Linked DNA regions of Pan troglodytes: regions 1 and 2 are each linked to region 3. Evidence: chromatin contacts called from public HiChIP or PLAC-seq data. All regions are on one chromosome and are shown on one strand. Each heading gives the region's core, a stretch centred on a gene start, on an enhancer-like site or on the middle of the called end of the contact. The rest is flanking DNA. Distances are from core to core; before and after follow the strand shown. Region 1 holds the start of ERCC1 (ERCC excision repair 1, endonuclease non-catalytic subunit). Region 2 holds the start of FOSB (FosB proto-oncogene, AP-1 transcription factor subunit). Region 3 holds the start of EML2 (EMAP like 2).

Evidence for each region. HiChIP or PLAC-seq counts read pairs in DNA pulled down with a chosen protein or histone mark.
Region 1: a contact with region 3 is called in an H3K4me3 HiChIP or PLAC-seq map of stem cell-derived excitatory neurons, with 3 times the contacts expected there. The contact joins the promoter of ERCC1 here to the promoter of EML2 in region 3. A contact is called at or near these places in 2 of 7 Hi-C or Micro-C datasets (induced pluripotent stem cells and stem cell-derived neural progenitor cells) and 1 of 1 datasets of contacts at active chromatin or transcription factors (stem cell-derived excitatory neurons).
Region 2: a contact with region 3 is called in an H3K4me3 HiChIP or PLAC-seq map of stem cell-derived excitatory neurons, with 2.9 times the contacts expected there. The contact joins the promoter of FOSB here to the promoter of EML2 in region 3. A contact is called at or near these places in 1 of 7 Hi-C or Micro-C datasets (stem cell-derived neural progenitor cells) and 1 of 1 datasets of contacts at active chromatin or transcription factors (stem cell-derived excitatory neurons).

What each region holds. Positions count from the first base shown.
Region 1 is chr20:48,379,583-48,382,282 of NHGRI_mPanTro3-v2.0_pri, forward strand. ERCC1 (ERCC excision repair 1, endonuclease non-catalytic subunit) reads right to left here and starts at 1,346. Exons shown (of 9, transcript NM_001194931.1): 1 at 1,242-1,346. The coding sequence starts at 1,346.
Region 2 is chr20:48,424,100-48,426,799 of NHGRI_mPanTro3-v2.0_pri, forward strand. FOSB (FosB proto-oncogene, AP-1 transcription factor subunit) reads left to right here and starts at 1,349. Exons shown (of 4, transcript XM_016936213.4): 1 at 1,349-2,306. The coding sequence starts at 2,181. It also overlaps a transcript of ERCC1 not described here.
Region 3 is chr20:48,603,964-48,606,663 of NHGRI_mPanTro3-v2.0_pri, forward strand. It overlaps EML2 (EMAP like 2), which reads right to left and starts at 1,407. Exons shown (of 22, transcript XM_016936227.4): 1 at 1,053-1,407. The coding sequence starts at 1,224.

The sequences.
Region 1 (2,700 bases), core at 96-2,595, 220 kb before region 3:
TCCTCAGCCTCCACTCTGGTCCCAGCCACCAGCGTTTCACCCTTGGACCACTGAAGTCACTTCCTCACCAGCTCCTTGCCCACACCCTCGCCCCCTGGAAGTCTGTCCCCTAACTAAGTCCTCATGTCCCTCCTCTGCTCAGAGCTGGTGGGTGGCTCCTGCCTCAGAGTGAAAGCCAAAGCTGTCACCATCACCCACAAGGCTCTAGATCTGTCCCTGCTCCTTGCCTCAGAAACTACACCTTCTACCACTTCTCCCTTGCTTTCTCTACTCCAGCCCCACCGGACTTCGTGCTGCCCTTGAACACGGCAGGCTCTCTCTGACCTCAGGGCTTTGGCACTGGCTGTTCCCTCTACCCCAGATGTCGCCACGGCTCACTCCCTCACCTCTTTCACGTCTCTACCAAGATGTCACCTCCTCAGAGAGGCCCTCCCTTGACCTTCCTATCTAAAGTAGGAAGGGGCCAGGCATGGTGGCTCATGCCTGTACATCCCAGCACTTTGGGAGGCCGAGGTGGGCGGATCACTTGAGGTTCGAGACCAGCCTGACCAACATGGTGAAACCCGTCTCTACTAAAAATACAAAAATTAGCCAGGCGCGCTCCTGTAATCCCAGTTACTCGGGAGGCTGAGGCAGGAGAATCGCTTGAACCCAGGAGGCAGAGGTTGCAGTGAGCCGAGATGGTGCCAGTGCACTCCAGCCTGGGCAACAGAGCGAGACTCTGTCTCAAAAAAATAAATAAATAAATAAATAAATAGAGTAGGAAGGTCCTCTCCCCCATCACGCCCTACATCCTTAGCCCACTTTCCTTTTCTTCATAGCCAATGCTCATCACCCGTCGATTGTTTTCCCTTGGGAAGGAGATTTCAATATTGCCAGGTCCTTCCATTTACCAAAATATGTCTAAAGTGTAGATTTTTTTAAGATTGCAAAACCTGGCGATTCTTAAACACGAGCAATAAATTCATGTCTTGAAAAATCCGGGTGCTGGCCTCGTAAAACACATCAGGGGCTACCTGCTGAATGCCAGTGTCTGGCCTCTGCCTTAGCCCTCTCTTAGAACCACCCATCCATTTCACAGATGGGGAAACTGGGACCTGGGGAGGACCAAGGATTGTTTCCCCAAGTCGTCCGTGGCCCCCAAATCCACTAACCCACACCCTGGTCCCACAGGCCCCATCCTATCCTCTTCTTCCTAACACCCCCCAGCCTCCCAGGGGCCCCGCATCTCCTTGTCCTACCACTCCAGGAGGGACCTCATCCTCGTCGAGGGGTATCACAAATTTCTTCCTTGCTGGCGGCCCTGAGGGCTGGGGCACCCCCTCTTTGTCCTTCCCAGGGTCCATCTGGAGCCTGAAAGGGAAGGTGCCAGGAGCGAGTGAGCCACTGGCGTCTACGTTCTCATCCCGCAGCAGGAACCCCCCACTCACAGCCGTCCCCCACAAAACTCCGAGAGCTCCATAGCGTCAGGTCCCCAACACCCAGCGCTAGAGGCTCTGTAACGCCACGCCCCTTTGACCTCCACCTTCGGCTCGCCCCGCCCCTTACAGGTCCACAAGTCCCATCGCTCCGCCCCTCGCCCCCACCGGATTCTATTGGCTTCGTCCCCACCGTCCCCCGCCTTCCGTTCGTCCGGCCCCCGGGGCTAGCATCTGGACGCCCTCCCCACGCCTGGCCTTGTCCATCTCTCAGACTCGGCAATGATTGGCTTCCGCGGCTGCCAATCTCCACCCGCAGTCTCCGCCTCCCGCACCTGTGGTCCGGGCCTCACGGTTTCAGCGCCGCGAGGCCTCACCTGCTGGTCTTGGAGCCTCAAGGGAAAGACTGCAGAGGGATCGAGGCGGCCCACCGCCAGCACGGCCAGCGTGGCCCAGGGCTCGCAGCACTTCCGGCCTCTCTGGCCCCGCTCCCCAGGAGAGTAGAGCATAGAGCAGGGCGATCTCTGTACAACTCTCTATGGTCCTGGAGGACCGCGGAGGTCGTGGGAGGAGAGAGATGTGGCCTGAGGATCTGGCTCCCAAACTGTTAAGTTTCAAAGCCCTTACTGAGCGCTTCTGTGTGCCCAGAATCCTGGCAGGGCTCAGTGGAGAACAGATCGCAGGAGATCCAACTTGGTCCCTCCTCTCAGTAAGGAGAGACTTAAGTTTGAATCCAACTCAGACATTGACTTGGCTTCAGTTTCCTCATTCATTCATTTATTCCACACGTATTCCCCCCACGCGCTTCCTCTCTTCCCGGTCCTGTGCGAGTCCGTGCTGGTGACACAGCAGTGACCAACGACAGCCCCGTGTTGTCCTCCCGGAGCTTACGGTTCAGTAAGGGACACAGACACGTTCCCAGTGATGACCCAGAATGGGCAGGTCTGGGATGGGAGATCCCGGGAGAGCCGTGGGATGGGGGTCAGGGGGAGCGCCTGACTCAGCCCCGGAGTCCGGAAGGGCTTCCTGGAGGAAGGGACATCTGAGCAGGGGCCTGGCTGATGAGTTAGTATTAGTCACTTCCTGAAAGGATAGTATCACACTGTTCTAACTTGCAGCTCTCTGATTACTAAGGAAATGGAATGTTTTTTGTGAATGTATTGGTCTTGTAAATTTTGTCTTCTGTGAATTGCTTGCTCATATTCCTTGTCCATTTTTAAAATGGGTTGTATGGCTTTTTTATTACTATTAATTTCTAGGGGTACTTTATGGATTCTGATTC
Region 2 (2,700 bases), core at 99-2,598, 180 kb before region 3:
AGCTTAGAAAGACCTGACAGGCCAGGCGCTGTGGCTCACGCCTGTAATCTCGACACTTCGGGAGGCCGAGGCAGGCGGATCACCAGGTCAGGAGTTCAAGACCATCCTGACCAATATGGTGAAACCCCGTCTGTACTAAACATATAAAAATTAGCTTGACGTGGTGGCCCGCGCCTATAGTCCAGCAACTCGAGAGGCTAAGGTGAGGCGGAGGTTGCAGTGAGCCGAGATCGCCACTGCACTCCAGCCTGGCGGCAGAGCAAGACTCTGTCTCAAAAAAAAAAAAAAAAAAAAAAAAAAGACCTGACAAGTGAAAACTACTAATATTGCCATTATCATTTTAAAAAACCCCAGACACAGGTTTTTCAGGGAGTTTCATCCAACCAGGCGGGTCTCAGAAATCAGAAAAGAAATGGAAAGGGTAGGAAATCTGGAGTTTGACAATTCTGAGTTTGAATTTCTTGTGATGGGATCTTGGGCAAGTCATTTAACCTCCCTGAGTATCATTTTTTTCTTTTATAAAATGAAGATTTTTCTCTCTTAACCTTCCAGAGCTGTTTTAAGGATTACAAATCTTCTACTGAAAGGCGTAGCACAGGAGCTGTGCTTGGCAAGTGCCAAATACAAGGCATTAATTATTATTATTAGAATTAATAATAATATCCCCTCCCTCTTACACATTCTTTGTCTCCGGGTGGATTAAAAGGTGGAAGGAGAGGCTACCAACACCATCAGAAGAGAGGCTTCGCTCTAAGTTTCATTTCCCATCTCCTCCAAATCCGCATCCCTCCCAAACGCCGGACCTGTAAGGCCAGCAGGGTCCAAGACACACATCCTTTGCCCAGCGGGGAAGATTAAAGCTAAAGCTCAGAGAGGGAAAACATTTCCTAAGCTCGCACAGCGAATCAGGACAGAAACCAGGACGAGCCTCGGAATCCCTCCATTACCTCCACTTTCACCTGAGCATCACAGCCCGCTCGGGACTCAGTTTCCCCACCTACGTGACCACACCACACTAATCAGGGTCTCCTTTTGGAGATCTGCTCTTCTTCTCGAATGGGGGCGCTGCACCATCGGTAGAACAGGGTGGGTGGGGGCGCCAGAGGTGAAGGGGACCTGCAGGCTGGGGTCTTCCCCGCCCGGGTCAGCGGGGGCCCTGCGGGGCTAGTCTAAGCGCCTATTATTACCAGCCCCCGGGGCGGCGTTGCACTGCGCAGGCGCGGGCGGGGCGCGGGCGCGCGCGCGAGCGAGCGAGGGATTCCCTCTGACGTCATTGCTAGGATACCAAACAAACACTCCGCCGCGCCGGCCGAGCTCCTTATATGGCTAATTGCGTCACAGGAACTCCGGGAAGGCGGGGCCGGGATCCCCTCCCGCCGAGTGGCCCGGAACGCAATCCCCGAGACCCCCAGGGCCCCGAGGGTCATGCAAGTGACCAGATCGAGTCTAGAACAGACCTCTTGCTGGACAGTGCGGGACTCGATTTGGCGGGGCCGGAGATTTGGGGAAGTTTGTCCAGCAAGGGGCGGGTGACGTAAGCAGGGGGGCGGGTCCCGGGCATATAAATACAGGCTGGCGGGTCTGTGCTTCATTCATAAGACTCAGAGCTACGGCCACGGCAGGGACACGCGGAACCAAGACTTGGAAACTTGATTATTGTGGTTCTTCTTGGGGGTTATGAAATTTCGTTAATCTTTTTTTTTCCGGGGAGAAAGTTTTTGGAAAGATTCTTCTAGATATTTCTTCATTTTCTTTTGGAGGACCGACTTACTTTTTTCGTCTTCTTTATTACTCCCCTCCCCCCGTGGGACCCGCCGGACGCGTGGAGGAGACCGTAGCTGAAGCTGATTCTGTACAGCGGGACAGCGCTTTCTGCCCCTGGGGAAGCAACCCCTCCCTCGCCCCTGGGTCCTACGGAGCCTGCACTTTCAAGAGGTACAGCGGCATCCTGTGGGGGCCTGGGCACCGCAGGAAGACTGCACAGAAACTTTGCCATTGTTGGAACGGGACGTTGCTCCTTCCCCGAGCTTCCCCGGACAGCGTACTCTGAGGACTCGCTCAGCTCACCCGGGACTCCCACGGCTCACCCCGGACTTGCACCTTACTTCCCCAACCCGGCCATAGCCTTGGCTTCCCGGCGACCTCAGCGTGGTCACAGGGGCCCCCCTGTGCCCAGGGAAATGTTTCAGGCTTTCCCCGGAGACTACGACTCCGGCTCCCGGTGCAGCTCCTCACCCTCTGCCGAGTCTCAATATCTGTCTTCGGTGGACTCCTTCGGCAGTCCACCCACCGCCGCCGCCTCCCAGGTAAGTTTTTGATAGTAGGGGTGCTGCTTTGTAGGTTTTATTTTTTAAGTCAAGGGTGAAAAGAATAACCCCCAACCCCCACATAAAGGCGCATCAGAACCCTAGATCTGAGATGGAAAAGGCTCACAGCGCACTTTGCAAACTGCAAAGAGTCGGGAGATGTTTGCAATTGGTTGCGTGCGTGGAGCGCAAGGAGGGAACGCGGCAGGGAGGGTAGGCTTTGGGGCGGGGTGGGGGTGGGGTGGGTAATGCGCCGCTCAATGCAACGTGTATGCGGTAGTGGGGCTGAGAACTTTGAGCCGGCCCCGGGACTGCCCCCTGCTCGGGTCCCAGACCTGAAGCTAGCGCAGTTAGGCAGGTGGGGGAAATCCCGGGGAAGCTTCCAGTAGTCTCT
Region 3 (2,700 bases), core at 157-2,656:
GTAGTTGTAGTAGCATAATCCATTTTAGGAGGAGAGGAGGAGGAAGGTTACTGAAGCCCAGAAAGGTGACGTTACTTGTTACATGGACACACAGCCGTTCAATGGAAGAACCCATACTCAACAGGAATGGCCACCCTGTCATTCTGGCTCTTAGAGGGACAGAGGAGGACAAAATAAGCATTCTGGGTCCCCTGCCAATTCCAGTGGTCCCTGGCACTAGGGTGTGTGCCCAGAGGACTGAACCTCCAAACTGAGTTAATAGAGGTGCTTTCATCTTGACCCTTCTGCCCCACCCAGAGCGGCCAGCTGCACTGTCAGGCCTTGGCCAGCCCATCCTACCAACCCCCACACCTCCGCCATCCCCATCCCTGTGACTCAAGCCCTCCGCTCCCTCCTGACCATCCCCCCATCCTCAGCCTTTTCCGAGAGACCAGGCCTCACTTCCCACTTTTCCCTCCCAACTCCCCTCTTCTCCTGTCTCCCCTCACCTGAGCCCGACACCCACAGTGGCCCTTCTGGTATCACACCCATTTGTCTAGGGAGAAGGGATGGTGCTAATGCATGGGAGGGCCAGGGCCAGAGGATTCGGGAGGTATCCTAGAAGCAAAGTCCTCTGGCCGTCCCTTTCCAGTCCCACACTCTGCCCTCAACTCAACACCAAATCCACCCCCACCCCCTCTGTCTGTCCCCCTGCTATGGAGATAGGGGAGCATTCCAGAAGCTTGAGGGGAGAGAGAAAGGGCAGAGTTCCAGGCCCAATCGACCCCCAGGCCGTTCCCCCTTCCAATCCCGGGTTCCTTCGGCTTCTGCCCCCTTCTCTCCTCTCCGTCTAGCCACCTCGGGAGTACAGGAGGATCCAAGTGGATGGGGGGCTGGGATCTAGGTTTTGGGGACCAGGGACCTTGCTCTTGGGTCAGGGTCCTGCTGAGGGAGAGAAAAGGGGGATCTTCAGCAAGGGAGGGGGATGGGGACTTGGAAGGAGGAGGCTGGGGCAAGAAGAGATGGGTCCAGCCTTGGGCGGGGCCAAGGTCGGAACTGAGGAGGGGTCTCACCGTTGCAGTATTGCAGCAGCGAGGACGTGTCGTACAGGCCGCAGAAGGCCGGGCCGCGCTCCGCCATCGCCCCACCACAGCCACCGCCGGCCCCCCCGGTCCCAGCCCGGGCCCGGTCCCCCCCACCAGGCCCTGCCTCCCGTTGCCATAGCAACGCCCTTCGTTCCAGCATCCCCAGCTCAGCTCGCCTGGCATCAGGCGGCCGGCGCCGGGCCCGGCGCTGGGGTCATCCCCAGGATGCCCAGAGAGGGGGGTCGGGACACCCCCTGCCAAGCTCCCCAACACAATCCTCGGGCCAGGATTGGCTGCTCCCGGATCCCCCTAGGTACCGTCTGGTCCCGCCCACAACCGGAGTGTAGTCTCTCTAGACCCCCCTCCTCGCCCGTTCAGAACCAATGAGAGCCTGTCGCGCAGGGCCCTTCACCAATAGGGATGCAGAGGGATTGGAAGGGGCAGGGCCTTTCCTGCTTTCAGCCTGAAGCGCAGCCCCGAGCTCCGGGAGGAGGATGGTGTGGAGGAAGACACTCCACTATCCCCAAAACCTCCTCGGACTTTCATTGGATTTTCCAAAAGCCCCCTCCGTAAGGCCAGGGCCCGACCTTAGAGCCCCAAACCCGCCCAGGGAGCTCTTGTTTATTACATCTAGGCCCACCCCCAGGCTCTTAGCCCCACCCCCAGAATCTTGCGGGTGCTAAAGTTTTATTCCTACCCACGGAATCATTAGCACCGCCCCCTGAACCGCCAAGGGTTTATAGTATAGTACTTCTCCAAAGCTCTGGACAGGACCTTCTTATAGGATTAGCTCTGGCCTCGGAATTTAAATCCCTCCTCCCGCGGTCTGGTAGTCCCTCCCTAACTTTTTTTTTTTTTTGGGGGGGGACGGAGTCTCGCTCTGTCGCCCAGGCTGGAGTGCAGTGGCGCGATCTCGGCTCACTGCAAGCTCCGCCTCCCGGGTTCACGCCATTCTCCTGCCTCAGCCTCCCGAGTAGCTGGGACTACAGGCGCCCGCTACCACGCCCGGCTAATTTTTTGTATTTTTAGTAGAGACGGGGTTTCACCGTGTTAGCCAGGATGGTCTCGATCTCCTGACCTCGTGACCCGCCCGCCTCGGCCTCCCAAAGTGCTGGGATTACAGGCGTGAGCCACCGCGCCCGGCCGTCCCTCCCTAACTTTCCCCACCGCTCTGTCTGCGGCCCCAGGCCCTTAGCTCCGCCCTTAGAGCCCTGGCCTCCCACAACCGCATTATCCAGTCCGGGCTTTGGCACAGGCCCAGTTGTGAGGCTTGGACTAGCCCGCATGTCAGGCAGAGATGGCTCGAAAGTTGTGGGGGAAAAGGGGAGGGTAGAAAACCCGACAATGGATTTCAAGAATATTGGACCGCCTTCCTCAAGTCTCCAACGAGGGTAAACACCTAGAGTATAGGCAGGAGAAGTGAAGTCCGGAGCCGAAAAAGAATTCCCTCTGGACACAGAGATGAAAAGTAGAAGCTTTGGAAGCAGACTGACCTGGGTTTGAATCCTGACTCCTCCACTTTCTGGTTTCGTGACCCTAAAGCTCCACTTCCGCATCTGGAAAGTGGGGGCTCATAATCGCTCCTGCCTCATTCATTCATTCAAAAATGTTTACTGACTGCCTAATGGGCCAGGCT